Regions from separate parts of the Mus musculus genome. Here all the other regions are linked to region 2. A link is a contact called in public Hi-C and HiChIP or PLAC-seq data. All regions are on one chromosome and are shown on one strand. The core of a region is the stretch at or near the end of the contact, and the rest is flanking DNA. Distances in the headings are between cores, read along the strand shown. Region 1 overlaps Arhgap8 (Rho GTPase activating protein 8). Region 2 holds the start of Phf21b (PHD finger protein 21B). Region 3 has its middle 15 kb from the start of Gm52202. Region 4 overlaps Nup50 (nucleoporin 50).

Region 1 (7,147 bases), core at 770-3,269, 99 kb after region 2:
GATGAGCTCTCACCAGCGACCCCTAGAGGGCATTGTAGTTACTGCAGGCACCTGCTCTCCCCTGCCTTTGGGGTAGCGTAGCATCTATGATGTGTGGACCACCAGGGAGTTACAGCAGCAAACTTTCATAACCCATGAAAAGGAAGTACTCTTTAGTGGCAAGTTTGTGTTCTAGTTTGGGGGGGAGGGGGACTATTTCACCATTTACTGCATTTTTCTCTCTGAGAACGTGTGGCTGGGTGGGGAGGTACTGTGTGACCCAGGAGCAGGCACAGGTGCTACTGAAGCTGTTAAGACAGGAAGTAGCCATGTGCTCACTCAACCTGGAGTTGGTCCAGCAGACCACGCCCGTCACAACAGAAAACTCCATCAGACAGTGGAGATCCAGGGAGATACTCGGAGGAACAGCAGTCCTCTTTGTGATATCCCAAGGTGCTCCCCTGGGGACGCATCCTGCTCCATCCACTCAGAGAACACTGCTTTATCACACCTCCCTAGCTGACAGGTACAGAAGCATGTGACAGCCACCTCACCACCTCAGGATGCTTCCCGATGGCTGTCATCACTAATTAGCTTAAAACAATACCCTGATTTACCTTACAGTCTAGAATAGGTGTGTGTGTGGGGTGGGGGAGGACCTGGAGGCTCTGGGATATTCTCTTTGTTTTTGCAGCTTTACAGACTCTTGCTTATATAACCCAAGGGGCTACCCTGGGCTCACCAAAGTGTCCCAGTTAGCTCCCATCTCAAGACGCTGCTCACATCTGCAAAATCCTTCCTGCCAGCCAGTTGCAGCCACAGGTACTGGGGAGGTTAGGATGTGACATCCACTGGGCATATTTTGTTTTCTACACATGCACTGCAGACCGTGAGAGCATTTGGATGGGTCTTATCCCAGCGTCTACAAGAGGACAAGAGGAATCCTGTCCTGGTAGCCCAGGAAGCACAGGGACAAACTTACATCCCCAACAGATTTCCCTTAAACTCTTCCCAGGGTGCCCAGCTCCTCGTGGACCTAAAATCAAACCTCGTGCGGGTCTCTCACACAAAGCAACTGAAGTGTCCAGCTCTTCCCGAGTGTGCTGTGGGTGGCCTGACCGCTTCAGCTTCTTTAGGATAAAACATCGCCTTGGATTTATGTCGGCCAGGTCTACTACCAGGGCATGAGACCCAAAGAGGGACAAACTCATGACCCAGAGGGTGGGGCACATAAGAACCTGGACTGGGGATGCTGTGATGGGATACTGGGGAAGGCTTCTGGGGGAGGGGCCCAAGATGCACGTGAATGAAGCTGGCCTGGTAAACAGGTAGGAAATGACAGATCCACCAAAGATCAAAGTCCCTCGAGCATGTCTCACTTGGAAGATGACAGGAAAGGCCCAAAGAGCAGGGAGCCAGAACTGAAGGGTGGCCGAAAAGCTCTTGTCCTCTGCCCAGGTACACATGGAGCAGCGGCCACTCCACCTCAGAGGGGACTTGAACCTTTATCTCTCCTGTAGGCAGGAGGCAGAGGCCTGGGGTAACCTCTTTGGACAGAGAGGGGTCCCACTGCTCAGGAGGGCAGAGTATCTCTCCTTTACTTACTATTGCAGGCTGACGCCAAACTGCTGGGTGGGCAGAGGCGGCCGAGGTGGCGGTGTCTTGGTGGGCGGGGGCGGTTGACCTTTGTGCAGGTTTTGCAGTTTCTCGTCATACCTATGGACACAACAGGAGAGTGTCACCTCACAGGGGGACAGCCTTTTAGCCATAGAAGTCATCTCCAAGTGCTATGTGGAGACTAAGCCCCATCCGCATCAATAGGAAACCCACATATTCTACCTCTGTAAGTTTCAGGCATCCCGGGGCAGGGCGCCGCATCCTCAGAGAGAAGTGAAGACCAGGCTCAGGAGCTTCACTGGAGCTGGCCTGCCTGGCACAGGCCTGAAGCCACGGAGTTTCTGCTCATTGACCCTGCGTTCCGGCTTGCCAGACACTCAGTGGGGCATTCAGCAGGAGCTGAATGAAACGCCCGCTAGCTGTCTTCCCGAATCCCCCGCGCCTGCCACTCCTAGAACATTTCATTCCACACACGGCTCACCAGCACACCAGGGAACCCCTTTCATATCCGGCTCAGAAGCAGAACGGCAAACCCGTGCCTGGATGTGTTTTTAATCAGTTTGTACTTGTACTGTATGCAGCCTTCGTGGTTTGCTCTCCCTCATGTATGTACGTGGATACCGGACCCCAGAGCCATGCGGGGCAGGGGCGGGGCGGGGCGGGGGCGGGGGCGGGCCCTCACCGCACTACTTCCGGGGGGATGAGCAGCTGGTCGCACTGAAGGTGTTCTCGGAGCTCACGCAGGTTGCTGCAGTAGGTGACTTTTTTCCCAAACTTGTGACTGAGGAAGGAGAAGCAAGAGAATAAAATGTTGAGGGGGCAGGTCTCTAATCCCAGCACTCAGAAAGCAGGGGCAAGTGGTTCTCTGTAAATTCAAGGCCAGCCAGGTCTACAGAGTTCCAGGACAGCCAGGCTGTTACCCAGACAAACCTCGTCTTGAACCTCCCCCTCCCCAAACAAACAAACAAACAAACAAAAGACAGAGCATGCACTGACACCCAGAATATGCCACAGGCCCTAGAGGCTCGCATGCATAAAATAATTATGCCTCTACTTTGAACTGGTTGTGAATTTACATACTGCACAAAGACAACTTAAGGGGGAAAGGACTTATTTCAGCTCAAAGTTCAAGCAACACTCCCATCATGGCAGTGATGTCAACGTAGGAGGTGCTCGAAGCAGCAGGTCATCTATGTCCAGGCCAGCAGACGATGCACACACGTATACCACTGCTCAGTTCCTTTCTCTCTTTATACAACCCAGGATCTGCTGCCAGGGGAATGGTCCCACCCACATGGTACAGGTCTTCCCGCTTCAATTAATAGGATAACTGCTCACAGACATGCCCAGAGACCCCTCTCCCATGTGATTCTCCATACTGCCAGGTTGACTTTGATACTGACCATAACTATGTGCCAGCTCAGAGGACCAGTGAGCCGAGCCTGCATGTCTGAAGTCACTATGGTCCGAGATGAGTAATTGTTTTGTGTTGGGCCATCTCCTCTCCCTGACAGACCAAAGGGCAGGGACCTTGGGAGACTCTCCAGGGATGCTTCAGGCCATGGGGAGACATGGCCTCTGCCAGCCTTTCTATTCTCTCCCAGGGGTCCAGGATAAGGCTGGTGATCTGCCAAGGCCTGGGTCCCACTGATACAGACTGTGAACTTGAACCATTGTAAGTAGACATTGCAATGATGAGAAAAGGCAAGTTCTGTGCTCAGCAGTGCCAGATTCTGCTGCAGTTAAAACAACCCATGTGTGCTCCACATTGTAGATAATATGAAATTAAGATTATCTAACTTACCGCTGCTCAAACAAAACAAGACCACAGGGGATCTGATAGATGGGACACCCCTGTGAGTGGAGTAGAATTCCGGGTCCAACCTAAAACAGTTCCCACACCCCAAGGGAGGTCAAGGCCTGTGCACTGGCTCCCTCTTGTGGACAAGAGTGGATCAGACCTGGGGGCCAGATTCCAGCCATGAGCAAGGGAGCCAGGGAGCCTTATCTGGGGAAAGAATGCAGGCCCTAGGCCCTGAGGAAAGGGTTGGGACAGGTCTTATGGGGCATCCTCACCTATCTGTTCAGATAACAGACAACTCGGGGACAGTTTTGCCTCTGCTCTGGGGACATTAAGGTTTCCTCTGGGGTATGAAGTGCTATTAATGGTTTTTTTTGTGTGTATGGACAGGAAGAGCCCACTGAGCCTACTAAGGACCTAGCTGTCCTGTGGAACTTTCTAGACAGTAACATCTGCTTCAGCACTCTGGGGACCTCCCATGTCACACCTGCCCACTCAGGAGCCACACACCACCTTTCTCTCTGTAGCTGTCTGACGATTGCTTTTAAGCCAGGCACCCGCTGGACCCTAGGATTAGCGAGGGTAAGTAGACATGACCCATCTGGCCTTTTACACTGGCGGAAGGGCCTTGAGCAGCTCAGTCAGGAATGCCAGCACAGGCATAGGGCAAGACTTGTGCCACACCCACAGCTGCTGGAAGAGTCGGGACAGTGCTCAGGATCCAAGTTCAAGTGTGTGTGAGTACACACTTCATCCTGTGTTCAGGTTTCATTCTGTCCTTAGATCCCAGTCCAGAGTCCTTCACAAGCTGTGTGACCTATGGAAGCTGTATGACCTCTCTGAGCACTGACCTCCCCTGTTTAGAGGTAGAGAAGGCATGGCTGAAAGACATAAGATGGTTTGGTGTATAACATAAGGTGACTTGATAATTCAACCCCCAAAGGAGAGTTAAAAATATTCTAGAACAAACCAGGCATGGTGGTGCATGCTACGTTCCATAGAACATGAGGGCTGTGGGGAAGGCACGTTGAACTATAGGCCAGGTGAAGTGTGGGATGGGACTTGAGGTGAGGTGAGGCAAGGTCGCAGCACTTTCCAGGAGCCACTGATGGAGTGTGTGCATGTGTGTGTGTGTGTGTGTGTGTGTGTGTGCTTCTGTGAATGCAAATGAACATACACACTGAATAGGAATGTGTAGCGTAAGCACACACATCAATGCAGGCAGACATTCAAGAACATGTACTGGTGGGGTCCTGGGGTCCTAGGTTATAGATGGGTGGTCCCCAGGCAGCTGTCAGGGACCCGGAGCAAAAGAAACAGCTTGAAATGGCACCAGCATACCCTCCATGGGGTCCAGGTCAGTGGGGAAGACCATGGGCGGGCAGGGCTGTGGCCCCCTTAATTCTTCTAGTTCTTAAAGGTGCCTGCGACCCTTTGTGTGGGACTCCTGCTTCCATCCTCGAAGCCAGCAGCACGGCCCCTTTAAGCTTCTTCCCCTACAGTGCTGGGAAAGGCTACTCTAAGGACCCCATTGTTCACCTCTCGCCTGGAGAACATTCCAAGTGTCTTCTGTTTGCAACTCCTCAGCTTAATCTTGTCGGCATAACTCCTGTGCTGTGGAACGTGACCGATTTGCAGGCTCTGGGACCTGAATGACCTTTAGGGTCGCTCATTGTCCAGTGAAGAGGGATCTGATACCAACAGTGTGACTGCGTCTGAGTGATGGAGACTCGAGAACTGAACCCTCAAGGAGGATAGGTAGGAGGTGGGGGATGCAGGAAGACTGGAGTTTTCCATGCACTTGGTGACTTGGTGGGCTGGGCTGCTGAAGTCAGAGGGGAGTGGGGAGAAAGGATGTGATGCCCGCCCTTGTCTCTGTCCTGCATTCTCACCTATACACAGGGCACAACATGAACGTTCCTTTTGGCTGTGGACTTTTGAGCCACTGTAGGTAGATATCAACAAATGGGAAGGGTCAGGAGGATATGACAGAAGAGGAGGAGGAGGCAGCAAAAGGTTTTGAGGGCCATGTGACCACTCACTATGTGTGTGCCCTCTCTTCCTGAGTCCTCCTGGCTGACCAGGAAGGATGCTGTCACTTCCTCTCTGAATACGTTCCCTCGCCTGAGTGTCCCTACCCGCCTGAATAAAGCTCACCCACTCACCATGTGGCTGGGTGCAGTTTGTGCCTGATGCTTGTGGCTAAATGGAGAGGAAATGAAGATGCCCCAGGGGTCCCCGAAGAGGCAGGTCTTACAGTCCCTTGTAGCAATTCCTGATACTGGCAGAGAAATCATTAGCCAATGAGAAAGAATCCTGACTTGGAAAGAGCTGACAGAAGTCCCCATGTGTATTAGTCAGGGTTCTCTAGAGTCACAGAACGTATGGATAGTCTCTAGATAATAAAGGAATTTATTGATGACTTACAGTCGGCAGCTCAATTCCCAACAATTGTTCAGTCGCAGCTGTGAATGGAAGTCCAAGGATCTAGCAGTTACTCAGTCTCACGCAGCAAGCAGGCGAAGGAGCAAGAGCAAGAGCTAGACTCCCTTCTTCCAATGTCCTTATATTGTCTCCAGCAAAAGGTGTAGCCCAGATTAAAGGTGTGTTCCACCACACCTTTAATCCCAGATGAAAGGCATAGCCCAGATTAAAGGTGTGTTCCTTAACTCGGAGATTCAATCTTCTGGAATCCATAGCCACTATGGCTCAAGATCTTCAAACCAAGATCCAGATAAGGATCTCCAAGCCTCCAGATAAGGGTCACTGGTGAGCCTTCCAATTCCGGATTGTAGTTCATTCCAAATATTGTCAAGTTGACAACCAGGAATAGCCACTACAATCCACCCCTTGTCAACTTGACACAAATAATATCTCATGTTCACATGAAACAATAACAAGGTTGTAAATACGCCTAACATGATATAACTATCCCTCGTACAATCGCAAACGCATTAGTAAATTTACAATGGGCATTCATATTACTTTATAATCCTCGTTTCTGCAACTGGTTACGTGGCCTTAATTGGTATTTATAACTACCTTCCTCTACTACCCATTCTGTATTTCCTTCACCTTCAGCCAGCACCTCAGCAGGTCTTGGCTCTTTTCCTGGAGGATTGACCCATACCTTCATTCCTGATGGGTCTGCGTCCTTTGTCATCCTGCTTGGATTAGGCTGTTGTAGTTTCCCATTGACTTTAATCACAGGACATGGTAGTACTAAGAGACGCCCTAAGGGATCTCCTGCACTCCAGACATAATCTTGCTTACCACCATTGTGAAGAGGTAATCCAATTTCCCCATGGTAATCTGGATCTATCACCCCTCCTAACACTGTTATTCCTTTTTTAGCCTGTTGGTTTAAGGGCATTAGAAGCCCAAAATGACCAGGGGGAAGTCTGAGCTTCCAGTTCAATGAAATGTTTGTTGTAGCTCCTGGTAGGAGCACTCCCCTCTCTGGAGCCAAAACTTCTAAGCCAGCAGAACCTAGAGTTATGGGGACAGGAAGCAAAAATTTTCCTAGAGGGTCACTAGGAGTGATAGTAAGTGGAACTATTCCGTTTTCCACCCCTTGATTCCTGGACCCATGAATCCTGGCTATGGGTGAAACTGTACCATATATCGAGCGCTGATTCAAAGCATATACTGCCTTCTGAAGAACTCTGCCCCAGCCTTCCAAGCTGTTACCACCTAATTGGCGCTGTAACTGCGTCTTCAAAAGGCCATTCCATCTTTCTATCAGCCCAG
Region 2 (6,918 bases), core at 743-3,242:
CCCCCTCATGAGTAAGCACTGCTTGGTTGACCAACAGAGAGGGTGATAGGAGTTTTATTGTGGAAATTAGGGGGGGGTATCCCAGAAAAGACATTTGAAGTGAATCTTGAAGAAAAGAATTTGTGAAATGTGGAATGAGGGAAAGAATATTCTAGAGAACACTGGTCAGGTGAAGGGAGAGAAGCCTGTAGGAGCTCAGGAAAAGCTACATGTTTGCTTACAAGAACACCTGCTCCCAGCTGCTCAGGAAGCCAAGGCAGGGGGATCAAAGTTCAGAGTCTCCAAAGCAGGTGGCTGGGGATGTAACCCAGTGGTAGAGTGTTTACTTAGCACAGGCCGGGCCTTGGGTTTGATCCTTGGTTGCTTACTTTGCCTCTCCTGCACTGTCTGTCAGAGAACTCCCATACCATGGCCTGTGCCATGATCCAGGAAGTGGGTGACATGTTGATCATTACTGAAGCCTAAATCAATCGACAGTGGGCAAAACTACAAACCACACTGGGTCGTCACCATCCGACCAGGCACATCTCCTTCGGTGGGCATCTGCTAGAGTCTGTACTAGCCAAGGAAAGCCAGAAAGTCTACCCTGTTGATGAAAGGACCACATGGCCAGAAAGATAACCCTGAGTTTTTGCCAAAAGCCAATGACATTTACAGAAATCACAGGAGGGAGTCTCTTGGCCAGCACATGCCCCTCCTGGTCCTCCAAACACCAGTCTTCACCTAGGCTGCTGTCCTCCCCAGCAAAAGACATGAGTGGAGCTTTGAGCATGGCTCCTGTAACAGAGGCTTGCCTAGTATGCTCCAGCCCCTGGATCCTCTGCACCTCTAACTACAAAATGGGGGGGGGGGTTGAAAGAAAAAATGGGGAGTGGGAGACATTGTCTTGACTTGAGTCTAACCCAGAAGTGGGAGGAACCAGTTTAGTCAGCCAGTTAGATCGTTGTCATCTTTGTCGACTGTGACCAATACTGTATATGGCTCTAACAACACTGGTGTTCTGGTGTGTGTGTGTGTGTGTGTGTGTGAGAGAGAGAGAGAGAGAGAGAGAGAGATTTCTCCTGAGGGGTAAAGGAAATATGTAGACTGTTGGCATCCATTGAAGAGACATTTCTGACTGGTGTGCCTGAGTTTTCTTTTCTTTCCTTCCTTCCTCCTTTTCTTGTGACCCACGGAAAGAGTTAGTTATGAGTCTCTATCAATTCACGGTTACTCTGACACAGAGGCCCCCCTTTCCCTGGCCTCTTTGAAACACACTAGTGTGCTAGCGCCCAGCAGGGCACAAAGCCCCGACATTAATTGATGAGGACAGGAAACTCCGCCGCAGTAATCTCTGAGACGTTGACCCCGGCCCCGGGACTGGGAATTCTGAAATGTCATCTCCGCAGCTGTAGTTATGATTGCTTTATGTCACACTGACCTGTCGTGTTTACGATTTTTAACAACTGTCTGGAAAAAAAAAAGTCTAGGGACATCTGTTGAGAGTTTAATTGTGAGTGTAAAAAAAATCATTAAAGGACCAATCAAGAGATCAGTTTTCATACTATTTAAATACCACAGCGGCCATTAGGCGCTGGGACTCCGGCGACAGGACTGATTTAGTTCCCCAGTCTCAGTGCTAGGCGCTGCGGGAGAGGACCGGGTGATTTAAATAAAACCGGAGAGCGAGGCGAGAAGGGGAAGCGGAGGAGGGAGGAGGTGCAAGAAGCAGGAGGGTGGCATCTCAGTTTGCTGCGGGAATTGTCGCTCCGGGAGTGGGACTGTGAAAGCATTCCCTGCTCCCCGTGCTCTCGGCTGCGCACCGAGGAGATCGCTCGGGCGCCCAGATCTCAGAGCCGCGACTTTGCGCTCCGCTCAGCCGCCACTTTTGTTTCCTGAGCCTGGTCGCTGGGCCGAACGCAATGCGCACGCGCGGGCCGGGCGGGGCGGGGCGGGGCGGGCAGCGGGTTCCCGGCACCGCCTCCTGCCGCCCCGGCCCGCTCCATCCGGGCACTGCCGAATTAGCATCGTGCCGAGGCACAACTTTGCCGCGGCCCCAGCGAGATCCAGGCGCGCGCGCCGGAGGAAATATAGTCCCTGCCGGCGGTCAGCTGGCGCGGGCGGCGACAGGGCGCGCGCTGGGGGGCTGCGCGGGGCTCCCGGCGCCTGGGGGCCATGCGCCGGGCGGCGCAGGCAGCCCGGGCACCCGGCGCAACTTAGCGGCAGCCGGAAGAGTTGGGCGCCAGCTCGCCTTTCTTCCCTCTCGTCAGCCTCCTTTCCTATCGGCGCTGCAGGAGGGAACTCGTGTCTCTCTGTGCCCGGGACACCGGATCCGAGCTCTCCCGGTCTGGTTCCCGCCGAGCCGCACAACTTCCTGCGAGCTCCGGCCAAAGTGAGCGCAAAGTGCTGCCCAAGTTGCGGCGATGGAGCTGCAAAGCCGGTCCGAGGCGCTCGCGGTGGAACTCGCGCGCCACCAGGTAGGTAGTCCCGGATACTGGACCGGGGAGCCTTAGTGGCCCGGGGAGTGGAGGCGAGAGGGATCGAAGCTCCGTATCTAACTCTTGGTCTCAGGGGTGCTGGAAGCAGGCCCCTTCCTGGAACATGTCCCGGGGCTGGGATGGAACCCTTAGTTCTCCCTCTCCCCCTCGCTTCCGTGCGATCCAGCACTGTTTGCAGATCCAGGGTTCGTGGGACCCCAGCGTGGCGTCTTCTCTGCCACTGCCCCGTTTGCACAACTCGGGCGACCGGAAAGGGGACCCTCCTAGAGCTGCCCAGGGAACAGGGTGCATGGACCGGCCAGCTCCTAGCCTCCTGCTCCGGGCCCAGCCCGGCACCGACCCTCACTGTTAGCAAAAGTAGTTTGGCGATTGTGACTCCGGCGAGAGGCGGCCGGTGCCCGAGTGATATTGCGGCGTGCGCGTGTGTGTGTTGGGGAGATTAGGACGCGACTTGAATATTTATGAGCTTTGCTCGACACGGACTCGCCGTGTTTACTTGGCTCTTTGTTCGTCCCCCCTCCCCCGGCACACACTCTTACACTCACTCGCACCCGCACCCCGGCCTGCAAACTTGCACGGCTCGGGGCGCGCCGCCGGGTGGCCTCGGCCCCCGCCCCGCCCCGGGAGCTGCCCCAATGAGGCGGCAGCCACAGGTAAGCTGCTTCGCGCGACATTGCACGGTGGCCCGTGTGAGGAAAGCGGTCCCGGAAAGTTGGGGCGCGTTGGGGTCGGCTTGGTCCGCCAGGCAGTGGGTGGTGGGGATGCGGGGCTCGGGGCTCGCCTGCTCGCCCCCCCCCCCGGGGCGGCCAGGCTGAGCCCGCTCCTCTGTGTCTTCATAGAACGGCGACCTCAAGAAGCAGCTCCACGAAAGGCAGCCACGGATCGCAGCGCTCAGCGACAAACAAGTAAGGAGGGGCCTATCCCCCACAGGGGACCGGGGTCCAGGGAGGATCGCCGGGCACTTTGGCAGCACCCTAAAAAGTGCCTGTACGGTCGTCGCACGCTCCGACTCCCGTGGGGTTATGGCTGCAGTCCTCAAAGTTGCCGTCCTCCCTTTCTTGATAGAAAGAGCTGATTTGTGGTGGCTGAGGGGAGCGCGAGGCTCCGGCGGCCGGCCAAAGATCTGCGCCGTACCTTCCGAGGCGCCGGCTGCCCGGCGTCCATCTTGAGCGGTGGACATGTTTTGGGAACGTGGACATTCCCCGGCCTCGGCATCCCCTGATCCCTGCTGCGGTGGGAGGGGGACACAAGGGGGCGGCAATTCAGGCCCGCACCCCAAACTCCTTGGAAGCCATTTCCGCGTGGCACTGCCGACCCGGTTTGGTGATCCTTCTCCTAGCCGGCCCCTTCCCGGCCATCCCGCCGGCCTCACTTTTTATTCTCGGAACCTGACGCCAGCTCCCGGGGAACAAAAGAAAGGCGCCCCCGGGACCCCCCAGTTCTGCCCTAACTTGAGTGTCTATGCCTGAAAGGGGCTGTGGGGACCCGCGAGGAGCTCCAACCATGGGGGTGCGCGCCCGCCGCCCCCACGGCGAAGAAAAGTTGTCCATTGTGAGTTAGTTGCGCTGAGCTCAGCGCTCCGGGTTTCAGCACCACGAACAGATGCCGCCGCCGGAGCCCTGCCGACTGCGCGCCCCCGAGCCCCTCCCCCTCCGCGCGCGCCCCCGCCCCTGCGCGCCGCCGGCCGAGAACTTTGAGCTGTACAGCCAATGGTGCACCCGGGTCTCCGAGGCGGCGGGCGGGGGCGCGCCCCTCCCTCCCCCAGCTCGCCGCCCGGGCCCAGGAATAGCTCTCGCTTCCTTCGGAATGTCGCCGCCCGCCCGGGACTAGGGCAGCCCGAGGACCCCCGGCCCGGCCGACTTCCCTCTCCCAGCCCACGGGGACCCCCCTCTCCCCAGCGGCGCGGAGCTCGCAGTTGCCTGGGAGGATGCTTCGGCTCGCAGGCCGGTGCTCCAGGCCGAGTCTTTAAAGTTGCAAAGTGATGGGAGGGGGCGCGCAAGAGCAGAGGGGACGCCGGGCTGGACCGTAGGCTGGGGAGTCAGGCATTTGCCCCTTTCTGTCGGAGCCCGTCCCCCCCAACCCCCCACCCCCGGGCTGCGCGCCCCCGTCCGCGAGTGGAAGCTTCCATTCTCGCCGGAGGGGGGCCTGCGCGCGGCCCCGGCGAAGTCGGGGAGTTCGCGGGGGGAGGGGACCCAGGCCCGGCATTACCATTTTGATTGCTTCGATGCCATTTTTGGAGGGGGAGGGGTTGGAAGACCCTTTTCCGCAGAGCACAAAGATGTTTAATCACTGTGTAGAATCAAACCAGATACTCAAAACAAAACAAAACTAACAAATCTGGAACAGTGTGATAGCCTGGGTAAAACGCGAAGTTGTGAAGTCTTAGGCTTGGAGCAGAAGATTTAAAATGGAAAAACCAATGCTAGGTGCCTCTCTTCGCAACAATGTCTCTTTATGTGTGCGCTTCGTGCCAGTTAGTTTCACTATCTGGAGTAGGTCTTTCCGAGCTTGTGTGCGATCGTTTCTTCTGGATTGTGGCAACTATTTCAGGGCTTTAAATTTTTTATGATAGTAAATGAGTAGCTATTTATTATCCCGTATGCCGGAATTTAGATAAGGCTACAAAGGAAATCTTTGAAAATCCTGTCTGAAGGTAGAGGCAGCCTGGGGTAGAGGTGGGGGGGGGGGAGGAGCCCTCCCACCCCCAGGATGCCTTTGCCTTTAAATTTGAACTCGGGAGTATTGCCTGCAAAGGAACAGTGCCTCCATCTTTTTGTGTGAGTGCTTTAAAAGAAAGAAAGGAAGCCAGAAAACTTTTGTTCTCTGGCCTTTTAAAAATGTTTCCCGTTTAGATGCCTAAAAATAACGTTTGGTAGGCAGCCAGGGTTTGGCCTGGCCATCGGAACTTGTGTTTGTGAAGGCAAGTCTGCTTTTCTGTTTCTCTTTGTGGCCTTTTATATAACAAGGGCTCATAAAAGAGGGAGAGGAGGGGGCCCGAGGCAGGGTTCAGCATGCTAATAGAGTTGCCTGTCTCTCTTACGCCGTCTGCAAGGGCTCTCAGGGTTCACCTATGTAATGAGCTGGTGATTTTAACTGTCTGTGCTTTCTGGAGGACTTTGGTGGTGATTGGCAGTTTGGCTGGGACCGGATGGATTTACAAGGTCAGAGACTACTCAGTTTTGCATGGGCAACCCAAAACTTGCCCTGGAGAAGTTAGTTGCAGTGCAGGAGTGAGGGCGAAAAATTTCATAAGTCAGGTGTAGTGCAGTGTATATTTTAATTCAAGGAAGAATTTAAAGGTACAATCTCTCTATATACAGTTATTTGGGGGGTGGGGGGGTCATAGCTTTTCCACCCCTGTTTTCCTGTGCTGCCCCTTGGAATATGAAATAAAAAGGTTAAGTTTCAATTAGAAGTTCACAGGCAGGTAATGAAACTATATATAGTTAGAGGACAGTTGGCCTGCTAACTTCCTCTGATACACAGTAGCAGTAAGGTAACTCTGAAACTACAGTTTGTTAACTCCCTCTGTTAGATACACAGTAGCAATAGGGTAACTCCAACAGACAGTGCCCTTGGCACTGGGATATTTTGTTTTACTTTTCAGTTACTTTGAGAAATACAGATATATTGAGAGGACTTCCTCCTTGGTCAGAGGAAGGGGGAGAAATTCTGTGTACAGTTTTCCTCCCATCATTGGGGGCATCTTGTGGTTGAATACAAGTTTCTGTTACATACCTTGTGTTTTGCAAGGGGAGTTCATATCCCTCTCCCCTCAAAAGAAGGGAGGTGTGAAGGTGGAATGGTGACCCCCCCCCCCAAATAACAGGCAGCCTGCCAGGCGGGCTTTGGACCTGGGGTAGACCAGACTTAAGCCATGCTGTGTGAAGCCTCTATTAGCTGCCTCAGTGGTTTTACTCCGAGAATTTGCAACACATGCTGAGATGCAGTAACATTTTAATCTGCATTGTCAAGCAAGAAGCACTTTGTGTAAATAATAGGGGAATCATAAATACCGGAAGCTTCTCCCCCCTCCTTTTCTGCACAGCCTTTCAAGCTCGTCATGGCCTCACCTGCCCTGCCCTGCAATCCAGAGTGAGCTCAGCGAGCAGGGGCTCTGTCTGAACTGCAGCTGCAGCTCTTGGGGCATGGCGAAGGAGACCCTGAAGATGAGCCCAGAGTCTGGGACACCTCCTGATCTGTCGATTTTATGGAGTCTGGATTCTGAGGGGCTGTCCTCAGGTGTGGCGATACAGATCTGTCTTTTTGAGAGGGATTATGTATCAGGTGCTTAGAGGCCCTGCCTGAATGGTGTCTTCAGTATGATTCACTCTCTAGGTCAGACACCAGAGAGCTGGACACGGGAATCTGTGTGCTGGTTTATCCCCAGAGCACTCACCCCCAACACTGTCTGCTGAAAGGCTCTTTTGTTTTCGGAGCT
Region 3 (7,062 bases), core at 2,729-5,228, 81 kb after region 2:
CCCCTACCTCCACCCCCCTGCAGATGCTCCTGGGTTGTATAAGAAAGCAAACTGAGCGAACTGTGAGCTGCAAGTCAGTGAGCAGTGTTATTCTCTGGTCTCTGCTTCGGCTCCTGCCTCCAGGGTCCTGCCTTTTGCCTCCCCTCAATGATCAACTGTGATTGAGCTGTGTAAGCCACGTAAGCCCTGTCTTCCACAAGTTGCTTTTGGTCACGGGGTTTATCAGTGTGGTAGAAGGCAAGCTAGGGACTCAGAGTGTTGGTTTGTGCCTTTAAACCTAACACTGGAAGGCGGGAGCAGGCAGGTCTTTGCATTCAAGTCATTCTGGTCAATATAGTGGACCAAGATTACATAGTAAGACTCTGTGTCAGAATAAGAGAGAAAGAGAAAAGGAGGGATGGAGGAGGACAGGAAGGAAAGAAGGAAGGAAGGGGGAAGGAGAGAAATGAAGGAAGGAAAGGAGGGAGGGAGGGAGGGAGGGGAGAGAGAGAGAGAGAGAGAGAGAGAAGGAGAAGAAGAAGAAGAAGAAGAAGAAGAAGAAGAAGAAGAAGAAGAAGAAGAAGAAGAAGAAGAAGAAGAAGAAGAAGAAGAAGAAGAAGAAGAAGAAGAAATGAAAGGGAAGGGAAGGGGAAAAAGGGGAAGGGGAAGGGGAACGGGAGGGGGAAGGGGAAGGGGAAGGAAAAACATACTTCTTAGTCCAAATTTCTGTTAACTTGTATCTCCCTCCCCTGACTCTTTGCTCTGGCACAGCCCTAGCCATTGCTTTTGGATCGGTTCTTTGTTTTTCTCCGACAAGCTTTTAGCTCTCCCTGGAGGCTGTGCTTTAACGCTTCATGAATGTTGATATGTTGTGACATTAGCGTGTCTTTAGCTGATTTTGAGTGTGAATTCAAGTTATTTTCTTGGGAGCTGGGGAGCTAGCTCAGTCAGCAAAATGCTTGCCATAGAAGCCAGAGGACCTAAGCTTGAGCCCTAGGACCCATGCCCAAAAAAAGGGAGGAAGAGGAGGGGGGAGGAGGAGGAGAAAAGGAAGGAGGGGGGGGAGGAGGAGAAAAAGAGGAAGGAGGGGGGGGAGGAGGAGGCATCATGGCACTTGCTTGTAACCCTAGTACTGAGGAGGCAAACAAACAGAACACTAGGGCTTGCTGATCAACCACTCCAGCCTAACTGGCCAGTGATAAACTCTGACCCTAGTAAAAGGTATGGCTAGAGAGATGGCTCAGCAGTGAAGAACACTTGCTGCCCTGACAAAGGACCCACATTCCGTTCCCAGCCTTCATGCCATATGGTTCCCACTTCATCTCCAGGTAACCCAACACCTTTCTTAGGCCTCCTTGGACACCCACACTCATATGCACACACCCTGGCACAGATGCACACACACACACACCAACAACACCACCACCAACAACAACAACAAAAATCTTTAAAAATATCAACAGAGCTAGGAGAGGCTCCCATTCTGACTTTGTCTTTAACTCACTGATTTAAAAAAAATTTTTTTTTCATATACTTGGCTTCTCCACCCCACCCCACCCCCAGCAGATGTCATTGATTTCCAGGATCAATTTTATTCCATTTATTCTTTGCTCCATTTTAACTCCCTCAATTTACCAGAGCTTGTCGTTGTCGTATGACTCAGACTCTGGTCTACACTGGCAGCTGCATCCCGTGCACTTAGGAAGAGCACACACGCCTTGTTATTTAGTATGATGTTCTGTAAATGTGGGTTAGGTCCGGGAGTTCAGCTTGTTTATGGATTCACACTTTGTGCACACACACACACACACACACACACACACCCTGCCACCTCTCTGTGCCTTTCTCCCTTCTTCAAGCCCTGAAGGCTGACACCCAGGACTTCACACATGCTAAGCAAGTGCTCTACCACCAAGTCATATTCTCTGCACGCCCCCACTCAGTTATTTTTTTTCTGCTTAGCGTTGGGGGACAGGGTGTGGGTCTGTGCCGCAGACTATCCCCTTTTTGGGTCTCCTATCTGTGTGGAACAGGTCTCTGGTTGCAGGTGGACAAGGAGTCGGTGACACACGAGATTGTGTAGAGTCTGAATGTAATTTGTCAAGCATGAAACATTTTATACAGAAGAAAATAGAGAAGTTGGCTGACACACCGGCCAGGTACAAAGAGGTTACTTGATTCTTACACAAAACAGAGGAATGCTAACATGGAAGGACTGGCAGGAACCAACTGGGATAAAATTCAATGTTTAACAACTGGGATCAAAAACGGCTCCATCTAAGGTCCACTTAATCTTAGAAGCCAGGGTCAAGGGCTTCGTGCCCTTGCCATAGTTCCTACTCTAGTCTACTATATAGTCCACCTTCCACCTACGCCATTGTAAATACTTGTGTATGGGTGTAACTCAGCTATCTATAATTGTAAGTATCTACTCTGGTTCCTTCTTAGATCACAAACTTCCTTCTTCCTAGATCATGGTAAATTTCTGTGTAGGGCAGTGACTTAGCTATCCTTGCCCAGGGTCAGCTCAAGGACTGCCTAGAATCTAACTTAGCTATATGTCAAAATATCAATCCTTAGGAGCACTTATAATAAAGCAATATTAAGGGAAAGCACACAGATCTGTTTACCAACTAAAGCAAGGACATTGGAGCATTCTTTATACAGGATGCCATGATTCCAGGAGACTAAGTTTCCGTGAACTTTTCGCCTTGGGACAGCACCCAGGTTTTCAGGGCCTGTCGCGCGTGTCACTACTGGAGTGGACATAGCAGGTGTGTGTACATGTGTGGGGTCACCCACATGTCATGGTGCACCTGCGGAGATCAGAGGACAGCATGTGAGAGGCAGTTATTTCCTTCCACCATGTGACTCCCAGGAACTGAACTCCAGTCTCTAGGCTTGCTGGCACTCTCCTTCACCCACTGAGCCATCCCTCACCACCCACCATTCACTCTGTAATAACTCCTTCTGCTCGTATATCATTCAGTGTCTATGAGACCACTTGGCGATGAACCATCGTGGGCTTGCAGACGTGACCCTGGGTGATGTTCTCCTGCCAGTTCGTGTGCCATAGAGGTGTGACAGTGCTGACCAGCAGGGATGGTCACCAGGGGAAACTGTGATCCAAATCAACACACACAGGTCTGTCCTGGCCATACTAAATAAATGCAGGATACTCTTCAGTCACGCTGGTGACACACCTTGGCTTATCTGCTATTCCTGATGGTCAGGCCAGCTGAATCTACATGCAACAATGCTCTGGTCCACCTTCCAGGTCATTCCTAGACACTGTGCTGATTTCCAAAGCTCGCTGAGTGAGTGAGCTCTCTCGGTGTCTGCAGCACTCTGGGCTTCAATCGTCAATGAGTGACTTTTACTTTCTGACTTCCATTTTCCTTCCCAGACATCTCCCGCTATCGTGGAACCTTAACATGCGTGGGTCTGGGGAGGTATCTGTGGCTCATTCTATGAATTCATTCTTTCTCTGAATGTCAACCACAAGTTCTGGGCAGCCTGCCGAACCTCTGCAGTCAACTGGCAATCGCTGTCATCTCCGCAAAAGTGAATGCTTGGATAATCTATCCCCTGTGTCCGGGAGATTGAGTCCTCATGCAGGCTCTGTTGTCATTGTTTTAAGCTGGGACATGTCGTGTGCTTCCTACGTGTGACTGCCATAATCACTTTCTTTTGCTGTGGGAACGATGGGGAGATTGTACTGAGACACGGGAAGGTGACGGGGCCACGCAGCGCTGGGCTGGGATTCCACAATTACCGATTGTGAAGGGAAACTGTTATCAAAGGAGCGGCAGGAGACCGTCTTGGGGCACCTCTCCAAGTCAGGAAATTTGAAACATATATTTCACAGACACGCATTTCCCTGTAAACCCCACTGCATAATGCATGAGGCTTGATTTAATGTCATTGTTAATTCGGGGCTCACAATGGTGGGCTCTTAAGGGAGCCATCATTTTTCTTTCTTTCTTTCTCCCTGGCAGCAGAACTCTGAGACCCTTTGGGGTTATTCAGCATTCTGAGAGCACAGACGCCATGGGGGGGGGGGTGCAGACGCATGGTGGCTTTTCCAGAGGCTACGAGCAGGACAAGGGGGCTGGCTGCCTCGGAAGGCCATACTGAGCCATGCTGGAAGCCCACTTTGTTTGACTATTTGGGGTCAGAGAGGAAGGGTTGGGGTTGTCAGAAGGAAGAAAGGGAGGAGAGAGGGAGGAAAGAGGAGGGAAATGAAGAGAAAGAAAGAAAGGGGGAGAAAGAGAGAAGGAAAGTGAGAGATAGAAAGAAAAAAGGGAAAAAAGAAAGGGAAATAAAAGGAAATAGAAAAAAGAAACAAAGAAAGCAAAGTAAGAGAAACAAGAGGAAAAAGAAAGGCTTTGTAATGGAGGAGCAGGAGGAGGAAGGGGAGAGGGAGGAGAAGAGAAGGAGGGGAAGGGGGAGAAGGAGGGGGAGGAGAGGAAGAGGGGGAGGAGAAGGAAAGGAGGAGGAGGAAAGGAAGAAAAGAGGATGAGGAAGTAGGGAGGGGAGGAAAGGAAGAGGGAAGAGAAGAGAAGGAGAAGGGGAGGAGGAGAAAAGGAAGAAGAGGGAGAGGAAGAGGAGGAGGGGGAGGGGGAAAGAAGGAGGGGAGGAGGGGGAGTAGAGAAGGAGGAGAAGAGAAAGAGAAAGGGGAAGGAAAGGGAGGAGGAAAAGAAGGAGGAGGAGGAGGGGGAGGAGGAGGAAAAAAAGAAGAAGGAGGAGAAGAGGAAGAAGGAGGAAGAGGAGGAGGAGGAGAAGGAGGAGGAGGAGCCATCAGTGTCATGAAGCCCAGGAGAATCCATGTGGCTTCGGGTGACCTGGCAAGACAGAGCAGCAGGAAGCAGACAAAACTCTACACAAAGCCTGGTGGGCAGGTAGTGGGGCCCCTGACACGTGTGACTGGAGCTTGGCTAGGGGCTCAAGGGCACCAAGGACTCTCTCAATACAGGTGTCAGGCCAGTGCCTGAGTCCGGCCCCTGAGCTCAGCAGCAGTGCAGGCCAGGCTCTCCCGAGCTCCTGAATACAGGCAGGGCGTTTGCTGAAGGATACTTCAGCCCAGGGCCACTTTAGACTGCCAGCAGAGGTGTGACAGTGTTGAGCAGCAGAGATGGCCACCAGGAAGACAAATCTACTTTAATCTCAAAAAAATTCTATGTGGTGTGATACACTGTCATCTACAAGCCCGCCCTGAAGAACTGCAGGGCTGAGTAACAGGCCCCCTCCAGTTCACCAACAACGCTCATGTTCTAAGCATTGGGCTTTCACTTTGCCCATGCCTAGTCAGGGATCAGACAGAAAAGAGCAAGCTTGCTGAGGCTGACCATGCTGGCAATACTAGCTCAGGTCTGTACACTGCCACAGAGCTACAGTTTCCAGAGATGGAAGGGGCCTGCGGTATAAGCCCCATGCTGTCCCAATGGGAAGAGCAAGCCTCGCCTCTCCCTTCGTTTCGTTCCCCCCTCCCTCCAAAAGGAGCAAAGCAGATGCCTACACGGGTTCAGTCACAAACTAGGGTCATCTTGAAAGAGAAATCTCAATTGAGAAAATTCCCCCATCAGATTGCTTGTATGCAAGTCTATGGGGGCATTTTCTTGATTGATGGTTCATCTGTGAGTGTCCTGCCCAGCATCGGCAGTACCCTGGGCAGGTAGTCCTGGGTGCTATAAGAGTGCAAGCCGAGAAAGGCACGAGGAACCCACCAGCGAGCAGCTCCTCCCTGTCAGCTGCCTCCAGGTTCCTACCTTGGGTTTGTGCCTCGGCCTCCCTTTACAAGGGACTGGAATCTGTAAGCTGAAGTTAATTTGGGCCATGGTGTTTTTCAACAGCATGGTTCTGTGTCCGCTCTTTCATGTGTCGTCGAGTTCTCATTTGTGGGTTAGGTATATGACCAGGGACGCAGACTCACCCCTTGTTCACAGTGAGAAATCCTTTTAAGCTGGGCCCGATCCCTCTGTGTCCTCTGCATCTCTGGGGTAGATGAGGTAACATGTCAACAGTCGTCTACCGGAGAGGGAGCTGCTCTGCATGATCAGCCAAACCCATGCTTAGAAGTCGGCTGTTTGCAGGGCCACTAACCAGCTAGCAATACTGTCTGACCCAGAATGACAGATAGCAGGGCTCCAGTTCCCAGGCAGGTCTCCACCCTCTATGGAGTCTGGCAGTGTGAGCTACTGAGAGAGGCTGGCACCCTTCAGGGGTGCAGAATGTCCTCCACAGGTTCCTATGGATAAAACGTGGACCTCAGTTTCTGGCAATGTTCTGGAAGGTTCTGTAAACTTTAGGAGAGGAGGAAGTGGGTCGTGCAGGAGGGGGCTATGAGGCTCATAGCCTGACCTCACTTCCTTCCTGTCTCGATTCTGCTTCTTAATCTGCCCTGTGAGAAGTCCTCACAACCACAGCCTGGGGCTCCTGTTTCCATTCCTTTCCCACCATGTTGGACAGGCACTGGAATCACCCCCAAAGCATGGGACAGCTTCCATCCAGGCTTGGGGGGACTGAGAGCAACTATCTGTGGTGGGCTTTCGTCCTCCGCATCCATCCCCTTCTGTCTGCAATCGAGTGTGAAGGCAGCTGGCACAGGGCTCACCCAGTGGTGGCTGTTAGCTGTAGTGATCCGGATTCCGGCAGGAAACATGTGATCCAGGCCTAGCCCTGCAGAGCATCCTCTGGCCACAGTGATTGGTCCAGGATGGACACGTGACCAAAGCTTGTCCAATCAGAACAACGTATGGAACTTTCTGTAGGGAACTTTGCTGCACTGTATTTAATGAGGTAAATGGCCCATCCTACAACCCTAAGAGGACAGTCTTAGGCCAAAGATTCAGTCCGAGGCCAAGAAACCCGGAGCCCTCTGGCAGGTTGGCTGCCAAACAGTAGCTCCGCTCCTCTTCGGGAGTCTCAACAACGCTCAACCTTCCACTGTGGCCAACTGGCTTGGCCGCGGACATCCTTCTCCACCGGTGATGCTCAGGTGAGCATTGCTGTCCACGATCACAAAGATCTTACAAACCTTGTGCAGCACCTCTGACCAAGATACCATGTTCCCCATGCCACCTG
Region 4 (7,541 bases), core at 4,509-7,008, 87 kb before region 2:
CTACACAAAGCCAGTGGAAGGTTTTGTAATGCAGTACTGACGAACTTCAGCTCGAGAGTCGGTCCCAACTTGTTCCCCCAGAGTTCTTGTCACAGTGGGTCCCAGCTGGGGGTCAGGGGACATGAGCTGTTTGTCAGCTGGGAATACCTCGCCCTATGCCCAGCTCCAGAATGGGTCTCAACCCCCAGCTGGGCAGACAGTCCCCGATCCCCCAGAATGGCCTTTGCTTCCATCCAAAGAACACCGCCAACACACACACCTCCGACCCCGAGACGTCCTGCGTTGATCTCGGCTCTCCGGAGGGACGCAGAATTCGGTTCTGAAGGAAAGTGGGAGGGTACTTCTGCTGAGGGATGTCTGATGGGGACCCGGGTGGAACCCTCTCGGGAAGGTTGTAGGCAGAACCACCCTGGGGCCAGAGCTTAGAGCGAGGCTGGTGCTGTCCCCTTTGCCCCGTGCTTTGGTCAGCATGCTGGTCTTGTCTTCAGCCTGGCTTTCTAGGCAGAGAGGAGACCAGGCTTCTTATGAGTCTGCATTGTCCTCAGTGGGTGCAAGAGGCCATGTGGGTCATCAGCCCATGCCTCACCCTGGCAGTGTGCTCTAACTGAGGCCTCCTCTACCCAACTGGAATAAACTGGAAGCTGAGCCTCCTGTTGCTGCTGGGTCTAGTGCCCCAGATCCAGAGAACTCAGCTGTGTATGTCGAGCTCAGCCCCTCTGGGTTGGAGAGCAGGCTTGGGAGCGTGGCTCCTGTCTGGCTCCATTCCTTGGTCTCTGGGAGTGGGCACTACTTTGGGGCTTTCTCCAGATTTTGTATGTTGTTATTAAAAGCGAGCTATTGCATTTCATTCTGCCTCAGTTTGCCCACCTGTAAAATGGGGCTGATACCACCTACCTCACTGAAGTGGCCAGGGTTCAAGTGCATGGCTGGGTCAGGGTTTGCTCACCTGTCATTCTTCATAGCTCGGTTGGGTCTTAGCTGTTAGGCAGTGAGGTAGCTTGCCTCTCCTGCCTGCTCTGAAATAACTCCTTCCAAAAGCACGGACGAGTAGTGTAAGCTTAGACACTGGTACTGTGCTGGAGCCTGGGTCCTGATGCTAATCTAACCATCACAGCAGATTCACATCCTGTTCCGGAATGCCAGAGTACCTCAGGTTTATGGGTGTGGCCCTCCTTTCTAGGATAGCCATTCCTCCTGTAGGGCATGTGAATGCTGTCCCCACAGTTGTATCTAGGGAGGTCACAGGGCCTGCCACTTCAGGAACCTGGCCATTCTGTGGTCTGAACACAGGGGAAATATATCTTAGGGGAAATATAGCTTAGTGTGGCTTCTGTGGAAGACTGAGGCAGTCTAGGGCTCATTGTAATTCCATGGCTTCTCTTCTGGGTGTTCCCTCTAGCAGAGCTCAGCCATACTCTCTTGGCTGGACCAACTGTGAGTACAAGCACTTCCCAGGCTGTCGGAAGGTCCAGGGTCTGTGTCACACCCCTTGACTCTGTGTGGCACTCAAGCATACTGATCCCCGCTCAGGTACCACCATTCCCTATGTAGAGGAGGGAAGCACCCTAGAGACACTGTACAGCGGCAGGAGGCAAGCTTGGTCTGCGCCCCAGCCTATGGTTTGAACCATACGGCTGTCCCCAAGTACACAACTAGACATTTATTTGGTCGCATTTCCTCTTTCTCCAGAGGGCACTTTTGAGTTCCAAACATGTTCAGAGGCCCCTTGAGAACTGGGTTAGGATTCTGACATCAGAGGGCATGACATGGTGGCACTTGTGTGCAATCCTAGCCCTGGTGCCGAGGCAGGAGGATAGTTTCTGGATAGCCTGGGCTACTTAGCAAGACCCTGTCTCAAAGTGACAAATGACAGCAGAAGCACCCAGAATCCTGGGGATGACAGTTTGGCTTCTAGGGCTGTCACTGATTTTTCTTGGGGACATGTCTGTTCTCACACAACACAGGGTGACAAGGAACAACTGGAATTCAAGTACAGTTGTGTTCTGCGAAAACCTAGGTCCAGTCTTCAAGACACTAAGAAACCTTTGTGTCCCTTAGAGGAGGCATTCCTGTTTGTTCAGGTAGCATCCATCTTGCCTCCTGGGATCTTGCTAGCATCCAGACTGCCTACAGTGAGGTAGCCCAGGCTCATTACCCCCCAAAGGATTATTATTGAAAACACAGGCAAAAAATAAATACACTAGGCATGGTGGCAGCCTGGTCTACATAGCAAGTTCGGGATAGCCAGGGCTATAGAGTGAGACCTGTCTCAAAAAAAATTTTCCTGTGTATTTAGTTGGTCCAGTCTAGTGTGTGTGTGTGTTCATATTCATAAGTTTTAAATTTCTGGTCTAAACTCTGGATGTACTGAGTTTTAGGTCCTGTCCGTTTTTCACATTGGCTGTTTTTTTCTCACTTTAAAATCTGAGTATCTTAACATCACCCCGTCACACAGCTTCTCTGTTTAGGTTCCCTTACCTTTGTATCATTAAGTAGGACTGTCCCTGTGGACACGGTGACCCTAAAAAGTAAATAGAACACTCAAAAGGGACGTGAATGTGCAGGTACCATGGGTCTGGGGTGACCTGCTTCACAGAAGTCACCGACCTTGGCATGGTAGCTACTGCCTTCTGTGTCTGGACCTGAAGAGTGGAGCTGGGGTCTGGAGACCTCGTGTAAATATCTTGAGCTTGAACCAAAAGTAGCCTCTTGGGGCATCTGCATTGGCCCTTCCAGGGAGGAAGTCAGAATGCTGCCCTGTCCTTCTAGGTGAGGAGTGGTGAGTAGATACTGACACGCACCTCCAAACCTTTCTCTGAGCCCCTGGGACCAGCAGCCAGGGTTAGAATATCACACAAGCTAAGTGATTTGATAGCCTGTGGCTGGGGTGGAGATCTGAGTTCTGTAACAGGGAGAGCCCCACAAGTGGAGGAAGCCATGGAGTTCGGTGTTTATCTACTTCCAAGGTGACTTCAGGCCATGAGTTGCCAATCGGGCTCTCTGTTGTTTTTGAGACAGGGTCTCTATAGCCCATGCTGGCTTCAAACTTACTGTACACAGAGGGTGATCTTGAACTCATGACCCTCCTTTCACTTCCATGTGTTGGTGTTAACAGGGTTCCACCACCATGCCGGTTTTATGCTGTGCTAGGGGTAAAACCCAGGGCTTTGTGCCACTGGGCAAGCACTCTCATCATCTGGGCTGCTCCCCTCAGCTTTCTTACCTTCTGTTGACCTCAGCCCCTCCCTTTGTAGATCAGGACACTTGATGCAAATAGCAGTGTTCTTTCTTTCAAAATTGTTACATGAGAATTTACACTTACAAAAATGTTTTGTTTTGCTACTTCAAAACTTCTGATTTCTACAAAAAAACATTTCAATGAAGACATGAGGTAGCACACATAGAATGTGTTAGTGTGCGAATTATGAGTGGCTTTCCCTTGAACACCCATACCCAACAGAAGGCCAGCCTCTCAAGGCAGGCTTAGTGGTGGCTGTTGACTTTGTGATTCCATCTTTCTTTGAGACATTGCATTATATTTTAGAGACATTTCAAGTGAATTTTCTTTTAAATGCCCCCATCTTTAATACATGTTTCACATTAATACAAACAAATAGCAAATCAAGGGAATGACCTTGACTTTGATAACATTATGAAATGGTATCCTCTGGGGCTGACAGACGCCATACCACATACTGGTTGGTCTGTGAAGACCCTGTGAGAGGGATAGTGACCACCCTAGCCAGAGTGTGGGCATTTCCAAAGCTGACCACATGATATATTTTGGGCTCGGTTCTGTGCTCCCATGAAAATACACCCTGGCAGTATTTGGACTGCAAACTCTCAAAGCTTTTCTAAGAGAACCCCCTAAAAACCATCACAGTAGCAGGAAGATGGCTGGAATAGAAGTTGGGACCCAAAATGGGAGTTCAGAAAAGATCCTGGCAGGCATCTGACTTTCCTTGTTGCGGAGCTCCTCTGCAGTGGGGGTGAGAGGTGGGGGAAGGGGGGAGCATGGAGGGTGAGATCATCTGGCTGGCTCTTTCTAGGGCCTGTAATCATCACGGGTCAGAAATATAGCCACCTTCCATGCAAATGGGTTTCTAAAACATGCCAAATGACTTATGTCACAAAGAATAGGTCCTAATATACTGTATACCCCGGGGTTAGACCTGCAGTGGAGACAGAGAAAGGGAGACTGAGGGGACATATAGTAAGGAGCCAGTCACTACCCTAGGAACACCAGACCAGGAGGGTTTTTCTGAACTGCTACAACTACAAGGAGGTGGGAAGGAGGCAGCGGCTTGGCAGGAAACCCATGCCCCCTTGCTATCCACATCACTGGGTAGCCCTTTCAAGTGGCCTGAAGCCTCTGCTCTGGAAGCTGGCTGCCCTGCTGGCCTTCCGTCTCCCAGCTGCCTTGGGAGGGCAGTTCTGCTCTCAGGTCTTTTATCCTGACTCATACATACCTGTAAGGAGCCGCTGTCAGCCTGGAAGAGAATGTTCCCCGGAAAGGAAAACCTTCCAGAACGTATGTAGAAGAGAGGAGTGTAAAATAATGCAGTCTCTGTAGCTCACTGTATATGCCCATGTCAACTGGAGACATCAGACTTTGTGCTTGTTAAAGGGAAGGAAGCTGGGAAATGTGAGGAAGGAGAAGCTTGCTTTGGGGATGGGCGATGAATGTTCCTGTTCTTAAGTGTCACTCACTTGCCTCCTACAGCCTCATGGAAGCCAGTGGGCCATCAAAACTTTTCTCTCTTCTATGTGGATGGCTCTTTCATTTTGGACTCTGACTTTAATAAAGCAATTAGGTTGCTCAGTTTGAAATAACCATTGTTTCTGGTGAACTTTGATTATATTTTGAATAAACAATTTTACTCAAAAGACTTAAGCCAATTCTAGAAACCAATGAAGTCCAGTGATTCAGTGGGGGTGATGGAAAGGGCCATGTGGCCCTGGTCCCCCAGCAAGCCATGTCACCCCCGTTTGCCAGGGCTTGGGATCTTCAAAGAGAAGGTAAACCCAATACATCCCTTCAGGTCCAGTGACTGCGAGGTTCCTCACGGTCATGAGAGGTTGTCATAGTTCCTGGGAATGCTGGTGGTCACTGCCATCTCCTCCTAGGATGTGCTAACGGGCATGGAGTCATGGCTCTATCTGGGAGTTACAGGGAGGGAGTCTGCCAGCCAGTGCTGGCTGATCACAGCTGTGCAGCGCGTCATCCGTTCACATACAATGACTAGTAGTAGTGTGATTATACAAAAACCACTGTATCAAAGACTGGCCTTGACCTGAGTGGGCTTAGGGCGGGGTCCCCAAAAGCTGTCAGCTCTAATTTCTATGAACCTCTGGCACTGGAAGCTCCAGGGTTACACTGGGGGTCCACACCAGATCAGTCTGTCTCCCTAATGGCTCAGGGACAATCTTGCTCTTCAGCAAGCACCTATAACTTATGAATCTCACAGTTCGGAACCCCGGGGACAGCCTTTTAGCTTTTTTCCCCTAACCAGGAAAACACCTTATAACTCAGATAATGCAGTGTCTCTTAGGAAACTTTAGAATCTGAACACAACTCCAGTAAGTACATCACGGAATGAACAAGAATCTAGTATGAATAACTTACTTCTGAAGAAGAAAGCTAACCTCTCCCAGCTGGAATTTGTCTGAGGCTGGAGGACTGCCTGCCTAGAACAGGGCTCTGGCTCTGCAGCCGACTGTAATCCAGTGCAGGCAGGCCCGGGCCAAGCTTCAAGCTGCTCACCCTACATCCCAGTCAGCTGGTCAGCCCCCACTTCAGATCCGTCTGTGCACACTACTGTGTGCTGCTTTCCCCACTGATCTGCCAAGAATATCACAGAACAGAACAGTACCCAACGCTGGTTTTTCAACTTTCCATTTATTCACATTTCATGGATTGTTACACTTCCTTAAAGGCTCATTCAAAAGCTAACACACACTGAGATTACACTGCCTGACAATTCAAGTATTTTAGCTGGAGAAAACAAGTTCCCGTTCCGAGTAGAAGGCGGATCACTCCATGTGCTGGCTACGAAGTCTGACGTCACTTTTACAAATCTGTGTTAAGGGACAGTCCTCAGGCTTGTGATTGCTTCTGGAGAGCACTTGGTGGCTGTGTACAGAGCATGTGGCTAGAAAGACGCCCTGAAGAACTCCCAACCTCACCTACAAGTGACAGAGCAGGCCATCTCCTTAAAATCCCACTCCAGTGGTCTAAGTGGGTACTCTGCAGCCTCAAGGGGCTGTTTCTCATCTTCAGAGATAGTAACATAATGAAGAAACTGGCAAGAACAGACTTCGTAATGTTCAAAAGGTAGGGAAACGGCTTTCCCTGACAGCAAGGTGAATTCCCCTCTATGCCATAGGAGGTATTTTTTTTGTTGTTGTTGTTGGTTTGTTTTGGTTTTTGGCACACAGCATGTAAAAAAACAGGATTCAGAACTGAAATGGTAAAACAGAGCATCAGCCCACCAACAGTCGGACCTGTCACTGACACAGACACAGCCTGTACAGTGTGGCTCTCTGAGGAGGACATGGCAGGGCTGGGAATGTGTCATAGTGTGAGCTATAGTGTGGGAAGGCCCAGGCTTAGCATCTGCCAGATGCACCCTGACCACAGAGAACACACACTTCCTTCAGGCAAATGTAAGACACAACGTGAGATTTTCAAACTGGAGATACACACCTCAGTTCACATTAAACAGACAAGATGCAAGTTTCTAACACGTTAAACCATAAATGAAGTTTAAGCCATGGGTTGGAACCAGCTACACACACAGTGGAAGAAGAACAGAGTGCCCTCCGGGGGCCTCCCTGTGACACTCAGACTTCATAGTGATTCCCATACTCAGGTCAGATGCAATGAGCTAGCTCCTAAAGCATAAAGACAAGACACCGAGTTACAGTCACACCCCACACATCTCCCCTGTAATTCTTGTTTCCAAAAGTGATAGTCTTTAGCAGCAAATTGCTGGAATGTTAGAAAAAAAAGCAAGCCACCCTCACTAATTTACAACTGAAATTGGCCGGGGAGCTCTAGAAGGCAGTCCAGTCATGATCTTTTTTGCTTTTATTCTTTTGGTAAATATTCAAGGCATGGGCAGATGCTCACAGAGCACTGCCACCATGAAGAGACAAGTTCCTGAAAGTGCCTGTGAGTTTGACACGTGTCAGCCCCACAGGCACGTGGCTACACAGTACTGTTCTGAAATGCACACCCCTTGTTTCATCTTTGGAAAGCTGGGAAGCCCAATGTGAAGAAGCCAGGGCCAGGGCCAACAGAAGCAGCAACCTGCTTGCTAGGAACCAATTCTCCATGCTACAAGGCAAAACCAAACCAAACCGCACAGCATCTCCTTAGGTCCACAGCCCAAGAAGCACAAACATGCATCTGCAGATACGTGCCAAAATGCACAGAGCACTGTCACCCCACCTCAAGAACATCTCTGGGCTCAGGAGGCAGAGGCAGGTGGATCTGAGTTCAAGGCTAGCCAGGGTTACATAGTGAGACTAAGACCCAT

Evidence for each region. A called contact is a pair of places that touch in the nucleus more often than the background predicts. HiChIP or PLAC-seq counts read pairs in DNA pulled down with a chosen protein or histone mark.
Region 1: a Hi-C map of the N1E-115 cell line shows a contact between it and region 2, with 7 times the contacts expected there. The contact joins the enhancer-like site here to the promoter of Phf21b in region 2. A contact is called at or near these places in 2 of 39 promoter capture datasets (HPC-7-derived erythroid cells and cancer-associated fibroblasts), 1 of 15 datasets of contacts at CTCF or cohesin (the NIH/3T3 cell line), 9 of 484 Hi-C or Micro-C datasets (the N1E-115 cell line, Sertoli cells, cerebellum and 5 more), 15 of 115 datasets of contacts at active chromatin or transcription factors (bone marrow-derived macrophages, differentiating embryonic stem cells, embryonic forebrain and 8 more) and 3 of 9 other capture datasets (adipose tissue, liver and pancreatic islet).
Region 3: an H3K4me3 HiChIP or PLAC-seq map of neural tube shows a contact between it and region 2, with 3 times the contacts expected there. The contact joins the enhancer-like site here to the promoter of Phf21b in region 2. A contact is called at or near these places in 7 of 39 promoter capture datasets (the 3T3-L1 cell line, cranial neural crest, embryonic stem cells and 2 more), 4 of 484 Hi-C or Micro-C datasets (adipose-derived mesenchymal stem cells, cortical neurons and nephron progenitors), 13 of 115 datasets of contacts at active chromatin or transcription factors (bone marrow-derived macrophages, craniofacial prominence, embryonic basal ganglia and 7 more) and 3 of 9 other capture datasets (adipose tissue, liver and pancreatic islet).
Region 4: a contact with region 2 is called in a Hi-C map of cortical neurons, with 1.9 times the contacts expected there. The contact joins the enhancer-like site here to the promoter of Phf21b in region 2. A contact is called at or near these places in 2 of 484 Hi-C or Micro-C datasets (CD8 T cells and cortical neurons), 5 of 115 datasets of contacts at active chromatin or transcription factors (embryonic stem cells, forebrain, memory CD8 T cells and 2 more) and 2 of 9 other capture datasets (adipose tissue and liver).

Annotation. Positions count from the first base shown.
Region 1 is chr15:84,751,568-84,758,714 of GRCm38.p6, reverse strand. Arhgap8 (Rho GTPase activating protein 8) reads right to left here. Exons shown (of 12, transcript NM_001164628.1): 6 at 2,279-2,377; 7 at 1,585-1,695. Among named protein-coding and RNA genes, the nearest start is that of Gm20556, 35 kb to the right of the region's middle. Within about 2 kb of position 2,019, at least 37 of the 459 cell types and tissues checked have an H3K27ac peak or open chromatin away from gene starts, as enhancers often do. A contact at or near this core is called in the N1E-115 cell line, cortical neurons and stem cell-derived neurons, where this site is marked.
Region 2 is chr15:84,851,203-84,858,120 of GRCm38.p6, reverse strand. It overlaps Phf21b (PHD finger protein 21B), which reads left to right and starts at 1,992. Exons shown (of 13, transcript NM_001081166.2): 1 at 1,992-2,456; 2 at 3,317-3,382. The coding sequence starts at 2,403.
Region 3 is chr15:84,772,542-84,779,603 of GRCm38.p6, reverse strand. It overlaps a transcript of Arhgap8 not described here. Among named protein-coding and RNA genes, the nearest start is that of Gm52202, 15 kb to the left of the region's middle. Within about 2 kb of position 3,978, at least 26 of the 459 cell types and tissues checked have an H3K27ac peak or open chromatin away from gene starts, as enhancers often do. A contact at or near this core is called in embryonic forebrain and neural tube, where this site is marked.
Region 4 is chr15:84,941,303-84,948,843 of GRCm38.p6, reverse strand. It overlaps Nup50 (nucleoporin 50), which reads right to left. Exons shown (of 8, transcript NM_016714.2): 8 at 5,881-7,541. It overlaps 5031439G07Rik (RIKEN cDNA 5031439G07 gene), which reads left to right. Exons shown (of 10, transcript NM_001033273.3): 10 at 1-4,908. Among named protein-coding and RNA genes, the nearest start is that of Mir1249, 6.6 kb to the left of the region's middle. Within about 2 kb of position 5,758, at least 43 of the 459 cell types and tissues checked have an H3K27ac peak or open chromatin away from gene starts, as enhancers often do. A contact at or near this core is called in adipose tissue, cortical neurons and forebrain, where this site is marked.